Linked DNA regions of Astyanax mexicanus: region 1 is linked to region 2. Evidence: chromatin contacts called from public Hi-C data. All regions are on one chromosome and are shown on one strand. The core of a region is the stretch at or near the end of the contact, and the rest is flanking DNA. Distances in the headings are between cores, read along the strand shown. Region 1 overlaps LOC103042331 (radixin). Region 2 holds the start of LOC103042331 (radixin).

Region 1 (5,236 bases), core at 2,411-4,910, 58 kb after region 2:
GCAGCTTGAAAAGAGGCGGTGGCTAATTTCACATGTATTGAAAGAGGCATGTGCTAGTCTTCACCCTCCTGGTGTTGGGACATCACTAGTTATTGGAGGAGTCCTGCTAAGTGGATAGGAAAATTCAGCCTAGCAAAATCACAAATGTTCACAAATACAATTAAATTGTACTAAAATGTATACAGGATTTTCTTTACATTTTTGTGTAGAATTTGGCACATTGCCCTAAAGTGTATTTAATCCCCAGCAGCAAATTGCAACAAGAGACTGATGGATGGCAGTTTATGACCACATCATTAGCGTGATTTGGACTTCAAAGAGACTTCAGAAATAAGCTCTCCCAAATCCAAGTTTCAAACTCATGCCCCACTAGGCAGTGTCAAAACACAGCCCTGTGTGTCAGGAGCTATAATTAAACATCTCTGGGTCTTGGCAAGCCTTTGATAGTCGCTCGCTGATTTACCTCTTGTGGTGGTTTGACTTACGGAAAGGACTTACGGGACGTGAATGTTGAAACCTAAAACTTTGCTTGTTAAAATCCCAGAATGCAGTTCTGTACTTCAGTACTGGCCAGTGCTTTTTTTTGTTTTGTTTTTATAGAAATAAGTAATGAATGCACACCCCTAGGGATCAAGTCAAGCACATCTCCTGTTATTTAGTACAAGGCATTGGAAACGCACTAAAAATATTACTTGTTTATATTAATATGCTAGTCAGACTAGGCCCAAATCATACTGTAACCCCAGATGGAGTGAAGGATTGAATGCTCCTCTTCCTCTGCCACACACAAAACCAGTAAATCACTTCCCAGTTTTCTGTTTCCTAGTTCTGCTAAGGCAGCATGATTCATTAGCTCAACACGCTTGCAGGAGAACACTAACTCCCAGTGTTGCTGCATGAGCCAACAGACCTCTGCAGTGGTCAACTTTTTGCTGAATGATGACTGTGGTATTAGTGGGAAAAGAAGTGAGATTCATTTTGGCTTTGAGAAGTTGCGATTGTAACCGGTTGTAAAGTGTTTGAGGTACATATATTCAGATATTGAGAAATTAATTAACAGGGATATAGTTAAGGTTGTTACGAAGAACTAAGAGGTTTAGATAAGGTCCTACTCTGTTGGCAATACTTTGCATTTACAGTTACAAGGGATGTATAAATATATTTGCACAGATAGGGGGTGGTTAAAATGCTTATACCTAATAATAAATCTTTTTTTGTGGTACTACAGATTTAGCTTCCATTTTGATTTTAATATTATTTGTATAAAACGTTTTAATTCCTTTCACCTCCTGACCAATGGTGCATATAGTTCTAAAATTAGTCAGAATGAGAGCGTCTTCCAGGAAAGTCACTGAATGCAATCAGATTCTCACAGCAATGCTTCAGAATCTTATAGAAAACCCTGGAATGTAGACAGTTCCGTGTTTTTTTTTTTTTTATATACCTTTGAAGAAAAAAAAATCAAAATAATGAATTAGCTAGGGTCCAAATACCTTTGTCCATACTAACCTAAAATTGACCAGCTATTCTGTTGACACATCATCAGCATCCAGTGTTGTACTAGTTAACTAGACAGTGTTCAATATACAGTATTTTCTTGAGCCATTTTATTATTTACGCCAGAAGGGTAAAGACTAGCACATGCCTCCTCCGACACATCTTCCACATTTTTGAGCTGCTGCTGATGTAGCATTGCCGAGTAGCCAGTGTGCTTGGAGGAAAGCGCAGCGACTCTGATCCGATATATCATCTCACTGACTCCTTGTGCTGAGTGACATCACCCTTTGGAGTGATGAGGGGAAAGAGCACCATCTGCCCACCTAGAGAGAGCAAGGCCATTTGTGCTCTCTCAGGGCTCTGGCAGCTGAGTTCTAAATGCACAAAATGTAACCCTTGTTTCTTGTGTTCAGAGTTCTAGAGCAACACAAGCTGACTAAAGAACAGTGGGAAGAAAGAATACAGACCTGGCATGAGGAGCACAGAGGCATGCTGAGGTACAGTAATTACTGTTTTCAGACGTCACCCGCATGCACGAGCCCATAGCTAATAACAGTATCTTTGTTGGCAGTGCATGGCAGCATGTTATTTGCTCGTCTGATTTTTGTCTGTTGTGTGTTTTCAGAGAGGACTCGATGATGGAGTATCTGAAAATTGCTCAGGATCTGGAGATGTACGGCGTGAACTACTTTGAGATCAAGAATAAGAAGGGGACGGAGCTGTGGCTGGGGGTGGACGCTTTGGGGCTCAACATTTATGAACACGAAGACAAGTGAGTTACACATCAATCCACACAAAACTGCTCTACGTTTGATGAATACTTTATTTTTCTCACTATAAGGTGCACTTAAATTTTCCCCAAAATCGTCAGTGCCCCTTAATAATCCAGAGTGTCGTACGTATTACTTTTACCAGTTAGGTTGTAAGGAGCAGTAAAGCCACTCCACTGAAGTACAGCGTTATACAGAAGTTTCAGTTTAGTTCTCCAGCACTGGGTCTGGAGTAGCATTAGCATTAGACGCTAACCGCTAGTTCCCTGTTCAGAGGTGAGTATTATCGGACTGTAGTCTGCTGCTAACCCTTGCTAGCACTGCTGGAGCAGCATTAGCATTACCCACAAACCACGGTAGTCCTTTCACCATTCAGAGTGGAGTATATCAGAATGTAGTCTGCTCGTTTACAGTGTTAAAATAAGCCAAGTGGGATGAACTGCTAGCTAATATTGAGACTAGGAGAGAAATCTGTGTAGATTTATATCCAGCGCTGACCTGGAATATGCATGTAAGGCCTCCTTACTCCTTATCTGTTGGCATGGACAATAGGAGCCAGAAGCTGCTGGTCACGATCATTGCCTGTCCTCTGTGCTGTGGTTAATTAGTGCCTTCTCTGATATGTTATCCAGTAATCAAGTGACGCTGTTGTTTGAGAATGTTAAACATCCAAGTCTTTTTAAGTTTCCAAGCTCTGAGCACTGCGCTCTTTTTTCCCCAGAAAGTACCAATTTCCAAATCAGCTCCAGATGTTATACCTGCTTAACTGATGATTTAATTCCTAAACGCTTTATAGTTTTGTTTTCTTTATCTCAACCTCTTAAATTAAAGTTGTAATAAACTAATAATAAACTGAATTCCTAGAAAGTGCTAAAACTGAAAATTGCATTGTTATTTGTATGAAATAAATTTGTTTCAGTTCCTTCCTTCTGACTCTATTTTTGTTTTAGCGTGTAATGGTCCGGTTTGTCCACACAGACCAGATTAGGATCTTTGGCACGATGCCAGGCTGTCATCTTCACGCTGCATAGAGTCGTAGAATTAGTCAGAACGAGAGCGTCTTCCAGGAAAGGGTTTTGGAGTGAGATAGGAGTAGGGATGTGTGTCAGCAAAGGGCAGCGTGTTATTTTTGGCTGTAGGAGAGGGAGAGGTTGGACACGGATGCGTCAGTCAGGGACGCTTGTCTGTATGTGTGTGTTGGCCCTGAGCCTCCTGTGTAGAGGGTAGAGGATAACTCGTACGTGACCCTACCTTACAAGAAACGTCTATGTATACAGGACTGCATGTGGTTGTGGGGTCTCATCCCATTTCCTGTAAAATTATAGCATCAGCACTTCAGGCCAAACGCTGCTGAACTGGAATGACCTTTTTTAACTTGTATCAGATACATGTACAAGTATGAATGTAACACAATATTAAATGAACAGGAGTCAGGACTATTAATATATGCACCATCCACCACGGGATTTACCAGCATGACTAATAGAAGTCTCGCACCTGTGCTGCCTAAGATCGTATTTAGAAGTGACTGGAAGCTCACACACTTTACCGTAAGTTACCTATCAGATTAGGAGCTTATTATAGACCCAACTGATTGGGTAACAGTCTCAGTCTGTAAGGCGCCAGTTTGAATTTCGGTTGCTTGAATTTTGATGCCCTCTACAGGACGAGATGTGCAGTGCACTTTAGGCAACTTAAAAAGTGCTAAGCTTTGTAGAGCAGAAAATTGAGTATCTCTGTCAATTTAATATGCAACTCTTTATTCACAGATTAACAGGAAAAAATATAGAGCACCTATAGAACACCTGCTCATTTTTTTTTCCTCAAAAATCAAGCATATAAAAAATAATCCTACTTTTCTTGGAGTAACTGTTTCTGCTGTCCAAGGAAAGAAGGTTTTCCACTAGATCTACTAGATTTTGAAGGGTAAAGTAGATTTTTGTAAGTAAAGTAAAGCAAAGCTAAGTAACAAAACTCTAATTCTTAAAAAATATATATTTTAAAGTCAAACAAGCCCTGGATGTTAATATACACAGATTTCTCTCCTGAAAACTGTTTATTTCTGTCAGTAAAGCGCTTTCGTTTATCTACAGATTTTCCTAATGGCGTCTGATAGCACTAGACAGAGGAACCCTGAGTGTTCCGGTAAGCCAGGGTGATAATAGCTAGCGGTTCATCCCAAGTAGCTTGATATAACATGGTAATCATGGAGACTACAGTCCGATAATACTCACCTCTGAACGGTGAAAGAGCTATTGTTTAGCACGCTTAGGGGCTGGTAAAATTCATACATAAGGATTATAGGGGGAACTGACATTTTTTGGGAAAAATTAAAGCATTTTAGGTTAACCTTTTAGTGTGAAAAATACAGTAATATGATGCATTTTTGCACAAATACAGGAAAAGTTTGGAGAAAAAAGTATGGAAGAAAGTATTGGATGGCTCGATAGGTAGCTTGCTAGTATGCTAACCAGGCTCACCAATACACACCCACTCGTGACAACAAGAACTGCCTCGAACACACCACGAGACAATCGTAGGGCGACACAAGTGACTTGACGCCTGCCAGAGTAAACACCGGGTTAGGCCATTCAACTAAATAACCAAGAAGTCAGAGCTCTGCAGACACACCATATTTATTTATTTTTTTGTGTTTTGTTTTTATGAAACCTATTGAAAAGTCTGTCAAATTCATGGCATGAATAAAATGCATAATTGTTCACAGCTATGCTTGTATAGTCATGGATCTCAATACAGTCTATTAATTTAAGGACTATAGTGGTAATCTTTATCTTATACATTTAGGCATGAATTCTAACAACCATCTCTCTCATTTTCTGTTCTCCACAGACTCACACCAAAGATCGGCTTTCCCTGGAGCGAGATCCGTAACATTTCTTTCAATGACAAGAAATTCGTCATCAAGCCCATTGACAAGAAGGCACCAGTGAGTATTCTGTATGGAGTAG
Region 2 (5,415 bases), core at 1,929-4,428:
ATCCAGCCAACAAAGGAATAGGACAAATAAAAAAGTAAAGAAAAAGCAAAAAAAAAAAATGTCAGAATACACAAGGTGTAGGGAATCAGAATTCAGGTGACAATGAGCGTCCATGGTTGGTGAAAAGGGGAAGTATGTGACTGTGGTGTGAGGAGAAGTGGTATTCTGGTTAATGCAGTCTATAGTGTCAGTAGCAGAGATAGGTCTAGAAATCATAAAAATTATTCCAAAATGAATATAAACAGAATAAAAAGCATACTCTGTGGGTGTGCAATTATGCAATGGTAAAAAAAAAAAAAGTTGTATCACAATATTTAAAGACATTTTCACAATACACAATGTTCATAGCAATATTTTTTTTTTCATAGCAACACTCTTTGACAAAATGCACCACTAGTTGCAAATTCTTAAAAACTGCTATTAAAATTTTCTTTTATGCATAAAACAGCAATGTATTTTTATTTTTTTGCTGCACATTTAGTTACACACATTTTTACACACTCAGTAATGAAAAGCACAGTGGGATTAGTGTTCTTTAAGCTCTTAAAATATCCTCAACATGCATATTAAAGCACACTCTCGATACAATAATAACATTTATCATGAAACGATATAGCATATTGCCCAAGTCTATGTCATCATATCTTTCTAAAAATAGAAGTTCTAAACACAGCCTTCTATGTAATTTAAAATTTACGTAATTATTTAGACTATAATTATTCATCTTATTGTTATTATGTTATTATTTAATTTGGAAGGATTTATGTGTACTTATATGTACAGTATGTATGTAAAGTGGTGGCTCAAAGTGTAAATTGCACTGTAGGACTGTAGGGGGAGCACAAGGGCAAATAAAATATGCTCTATATTCTTGCCCAGCTGTAAAAATCACGACAAATACATATGTGCTAAGAAACAGTTGCTGTTTCTAAATTGTATACCTTAGAGAAATTGAATTTTTAGATTTAGCTTGGAGAAACCAGGAGAAGACAAGCCTAGTTTGGAGACTTTCAATTGTCAGCACAAAAAAAAACAATGGCATTTCAACAATAGGGATGCTCTTTATTATTGGTGGACTCATGGGGTTGGCAGGGGGAATGACCGTCTCCTCTGGTGCCCCATGATTGAAAAAGCATTGCTTAAGTGTCCGCTAGAGTGGCAAAAAAAAACAAAGTACCCTTTGCCTGATTTTTTTCTTGTGGGAAAAATTATAAAGTGCCTAAAATAGGATGCCTCTTAATGCAATAAATTATAATTGTGTGCCCTCTAGATCAAGATTATTTGATAACGTGTTTCAATAAGTAAGTACACATCTATGGGTTCCTATCTGCTATTCCAGTTGAAAAGGGTCCTGTTAGGATTTTTTCCTTCCTATACATCTACTCCAGAATCTGCTACATCTTCCTGAAGACCTTCTGCAGTCAAACAGAGGATGTGATTTGCCTTGTTAGCAAAACCATAAGATGGTCTTGGCCCCTTTCCTTAACTTATTATAGTCAAGTTATTGTATACGGCTCTGAGTAGTCCAGGTGCTGCCATTATGCTGCACGCCATCAGCAGCAGGACTCAGAGAGAGCACAATTGTCCTTGCTGTCTCTGGGTGGGTATAGGGTGCTTTCTCCCCCCATCACGTCTATGGAAATGTCTGTAAGCACAGGCATCTGCTTGCTGATGTATCAGAGCTGGGGCGCTGTGCTTTCCTCTGAGAGCACTGGCTACCAGTGATGCTACATCAGCTGTAATGTAATAAGAGGCGAGGGGGTATGTGCTAGTCTTTAACCTTCTACTGTTGGGGCATTACTATTAAAAGGGTGAGTCTTCGTGAGTGGGTTGGGTAATTGCCCTTTCAAAACAAAGACATTTTGCCCAGTTTGTCGGATTTTGAGAGGTGCATATAACTGGACAGGGAGAAGCAGAGTGGTCATTTCAACGAATTGGCCACCACACAGACAGTCTGTCAGCCTGTCAGTGGACTTATACACAGTTGAATTGAGGTAGAGTTAGTATACAGTGAATAGCCCTATTTGGGGAAATGTTCCAATCCATATTATATCAAGAACTATTTAGAAAAGTAAAGTGCACTCAAAAGGCCAACAAAAACATTATGATTAAACTGGCTCTCATCAGGACTGCCTCAGAAATGGAAGGCCAAGAGTGACCTCTGTTGCACAAGATTCATCAGAGTTACAAGTGCCAAGTTAACAGTACCCCATATAAGACTTTAACACTTTTTTAAAGTTTACTGTATGCTTCCTTATATGTTTTTTTATAGTCTTGATGACTTCAGAATGTCACTCTTATTACAGAGCCTGGCAGATTATTTTTTATTTATATTGAAATATGAAATTAATATGGGGACTCTCTGACCCCCCCCCCCCCTCTCCCATATACATACACACATTATGTGGCAGTAAAAATAATTAATATATAGACAAAAATAATCACATAAACAGATAAATTGGCTAATACATATAAATGTTAAATTCGGGGTGTGCCATATCACATTGTACACAATAATATTGCTAACATTTTTTGAATATTGTGAATACCCTGAAATATCATGCCATGTCACCCACCCCTAATTATCACATCAGGGTACAACTTTTTTGCTGTTTTTAGCAAAAGGAAAATTCTCACTGTTCTCATTTCCCATTATATATCTACTAGAGACAGATTATATCTGTGTAGTATCATTCATTGTGCCTCAGTCCTGGATATATGGAGATATTTGGAGTGCATTTTTAGTATCATTACATTCTGGATCATAGACTTTTGTTAGAAATATGATAAAATTATTGTATTTTTTTAATATCTCAGTTAGAAATATGCCATCTTTTATTATATTGTATGCAATAATAAAATTTAATTTTAGGTGTATTCCTGAAATAATTCTTGTGGTATGGTTATCGCGAAAAAATCTCATGAAATATTGTGATATTATTTTAGGGCCATACCGCCCACCCCTAGTTCACATATTCACACATACATTTAAATAAAATTTATACACAGACTTCCACAGACTTAACATTTACATAAAGATATAATTTCTATAAATACATTTCTATGCTAAATTTAATTCAGTCAGTAAACCCCTCCATACTCTTCCATACCCCCATCTCCTCCTCCCCCTCCTCCTCCCCTTCTCATCTATCAAGTGAACCACGCCTCGTGCTGCTGCTGCTGCTGGCTGCTCTCGCGCCGGCCATATTGACGGTTGGTTGGTTGGAGCGAGCGCGCGCTGAGCTGTAGTGAGGCGGCGGTGGTGGATCTGGATCTGTAGCTGCAGCTGAGCTCTGCTCCTCTCTTCCCCCGAGCCGTTACACGGCAGAGTGCCAACGGGAACACACGGCGACGCCTGAACTCCCACAGCTGGGGGCCGGGAGAGCGCTGTGCCTATGTGTGAGGCTCGACCTCGGTGGAGGATTTGTGGTGTGTGAGGCTGGTTCAGGAGCCGCAGTCCTTCGCTAGTCAAGGTGAGTTTTAATCGGCTGTGTGTGAGTCTGGTTCCCCTGGTTCCCCTGACTAGCTAACCTGGCCTAGCTTAGCATAGCTTAAAGCTAACCTAGCTAACTAGTTACTTAACTACTTAAGTAGTTAACCAAACTAACTAGTTAGTTAGTTTGGTTAACTAGTTAATTCGTGTCTTTTACTGTCCTTTTGAGGGCTTTTCTCCTCAGAAAGTTGGCTATTATAAGAGTAAGGCAGTTAATCAGGCTTTTTTCACCACACTGGGCTCAGTAACAGGAGCCTAGCTTAAAGATTATAGCGGTACTTTGTGGCTGAGGGAGTTTACAGCGTTATTAGCTTAACGGTAAGTTGACTAGTTAGCTAACGCTGCTCTGCCCCGTTTTAACTTGTGGAGAGGCGGAGAGAGAAAATGAGTGGAGAAAGAGAGGGAGACAGGGGGGGGTAATGTCATGTATTTCCCCCACCAACACAAGCAGGCCCACACTGAGAGACAGAGCTGCCTGTAAATGAAGTTTTAGCCATGTTCGTTTGTTTGTTGTCAGTGTAATGTCTTCTCGCATTAACTCACTAGACATTGCATGTAAAGCAAAAAAAAAATGATACCACTGATGAGTTTGTTTGATTTTACCAAATTAAAAAACCTCTGGAATATAATCAAGAGGAAGATGGATGAGAAAACCCATCAAACCAAGCTGACTGCTTGATTTTTTTTACACCAGGAGTGGCATAAAATTATCCAAAAGCAGCGTGTAAGACTGGTGGAGGAGAACATGCCAAGATGCATGGAAACTGCATGAATGCTCTAAATGACAATATTTTTATTTGGAATTTTGGATAAATGTTGTCTGCAGTTTATAGAATCGATTTTAATCAAACATATGCCTATAAATAGCAAAGTCAGAAAAAAATGATTCAAAAACGTTTATTTTTCCAGAGCTATATATGCGTGTACCATATCGTATTACAGGCAATAATATCAACAACGTTTTTGAATATCGTGCAGGATATTTTATACCCTGAAATATCGTGGCAAATCCCTTTAATTTCTGTTTGAGGGCTTTTCTTCTCAAAATTGGCAATTATAAGAGTGAGGCAGTTAATCAAGCTTTTTTTTTACAACACTCGGCTTAGTAACAGGAACCTAGCTTAAAGATTATAGCGGCACTTTGTGGCTAAGGGAGTTTACAGCGTTATTAGTTTAACGGTAAGTTGACTAACTCTGCTCTGCTCCGTTTTAACTTGTGGAGAGGCAGAGAGGAGGGGGGGTTAGGGGGGCAATGTCATGCATTTTCCCCACCAACACAAGCAGGCCCACACTGAGAGACAGAGCTGCCTGTAAATTAAGTTTTAGCCATGTTTGTTTTTATCTATACGGCAGCTGACTGCTGTCACACCTTTCTTCACCCGTGCTACTGAGGGCAGCTAGCCCGCTAGCTTTAAGTTAGGGGCTAGTGCTAAACACTGCATGGACTACACACTAGGTTAGCTAACTAGCTAATCAGGTTCGGTGCTGTTTTAACTGTTTATTCAGTTTCTCGCTTATGTGGATATACACTTTCTTTCGCTCTTATTTCATTTTCTTCTCTCCTGCTGTTCAGGGGAGCACAGGACCCAGTAGTCAGCAAGTTAGCAGCTAGTCCAATTCAACAGTGTGGCCTAACGTTAGTTTCTGAGGGGAGCACATCATGTGGTGTCAGCTAGCTAGTTCACACTCTGCTGCTGCTGCTGGAGCAGTGTAATGTTTATCACTTCAGTTTTCTCTCATTTACTCACTAGAAAATTGTGTGTAAAGCAGAAAGTAAGTAAACAAATATAAAAACGAATAAACAAACAAATAGGGGTGTGCCATTGTACGCAACAATATCGTCAACATTTTTGAATATTGTGAATAATATCATACCCTGAAATATGGTGCCCTATCGCTCACCCCTAATCAAATCAGGGTAC

Evidence for each region. A called contact is a pair of places that touch in the nucleus more often than the background predicts.
Region 1: a contact with region 2 is called in a Hi-C map of blood, with 7 times the contacts expected there. The contact joins the enhancer-like site here to the promoter of LOC103042331 in region 2. A contact is called at or near these places in 3 of 3 Hi-C or Micro-C datasets (blood and muscle).

The regions. Positions count from the first base shown.
Region 1 is chr21:22,909,026-22,914,261 of AstMex3_surface, forward strand. It overlaps LOC103042331 (radixin), which reads left to right. Exons shown (of 15, transcript XM_022674783.2): 7 at 1,911-1,994; 8 at 2,123-2,269; 9 at 5,118-5,214. Among protein-coding and RNA genes, the nearest start is that of LOC103042331, 57 kb to the left of the region's middle. Within about 2 kb of position 3,661, the one cell type or tissue checked has an H3K27ac peak away from gene starts, as active enhancers do.
Region 2 is chr21:22,851,442-22,856,856 of AstMex3_surface, forward strand. It overlaps LOC103042331 (radixin), which reads left to right and starts at 3,179. Exons shown (of 15, transcript XM_022674783.2): 1 at 3,179-3,473.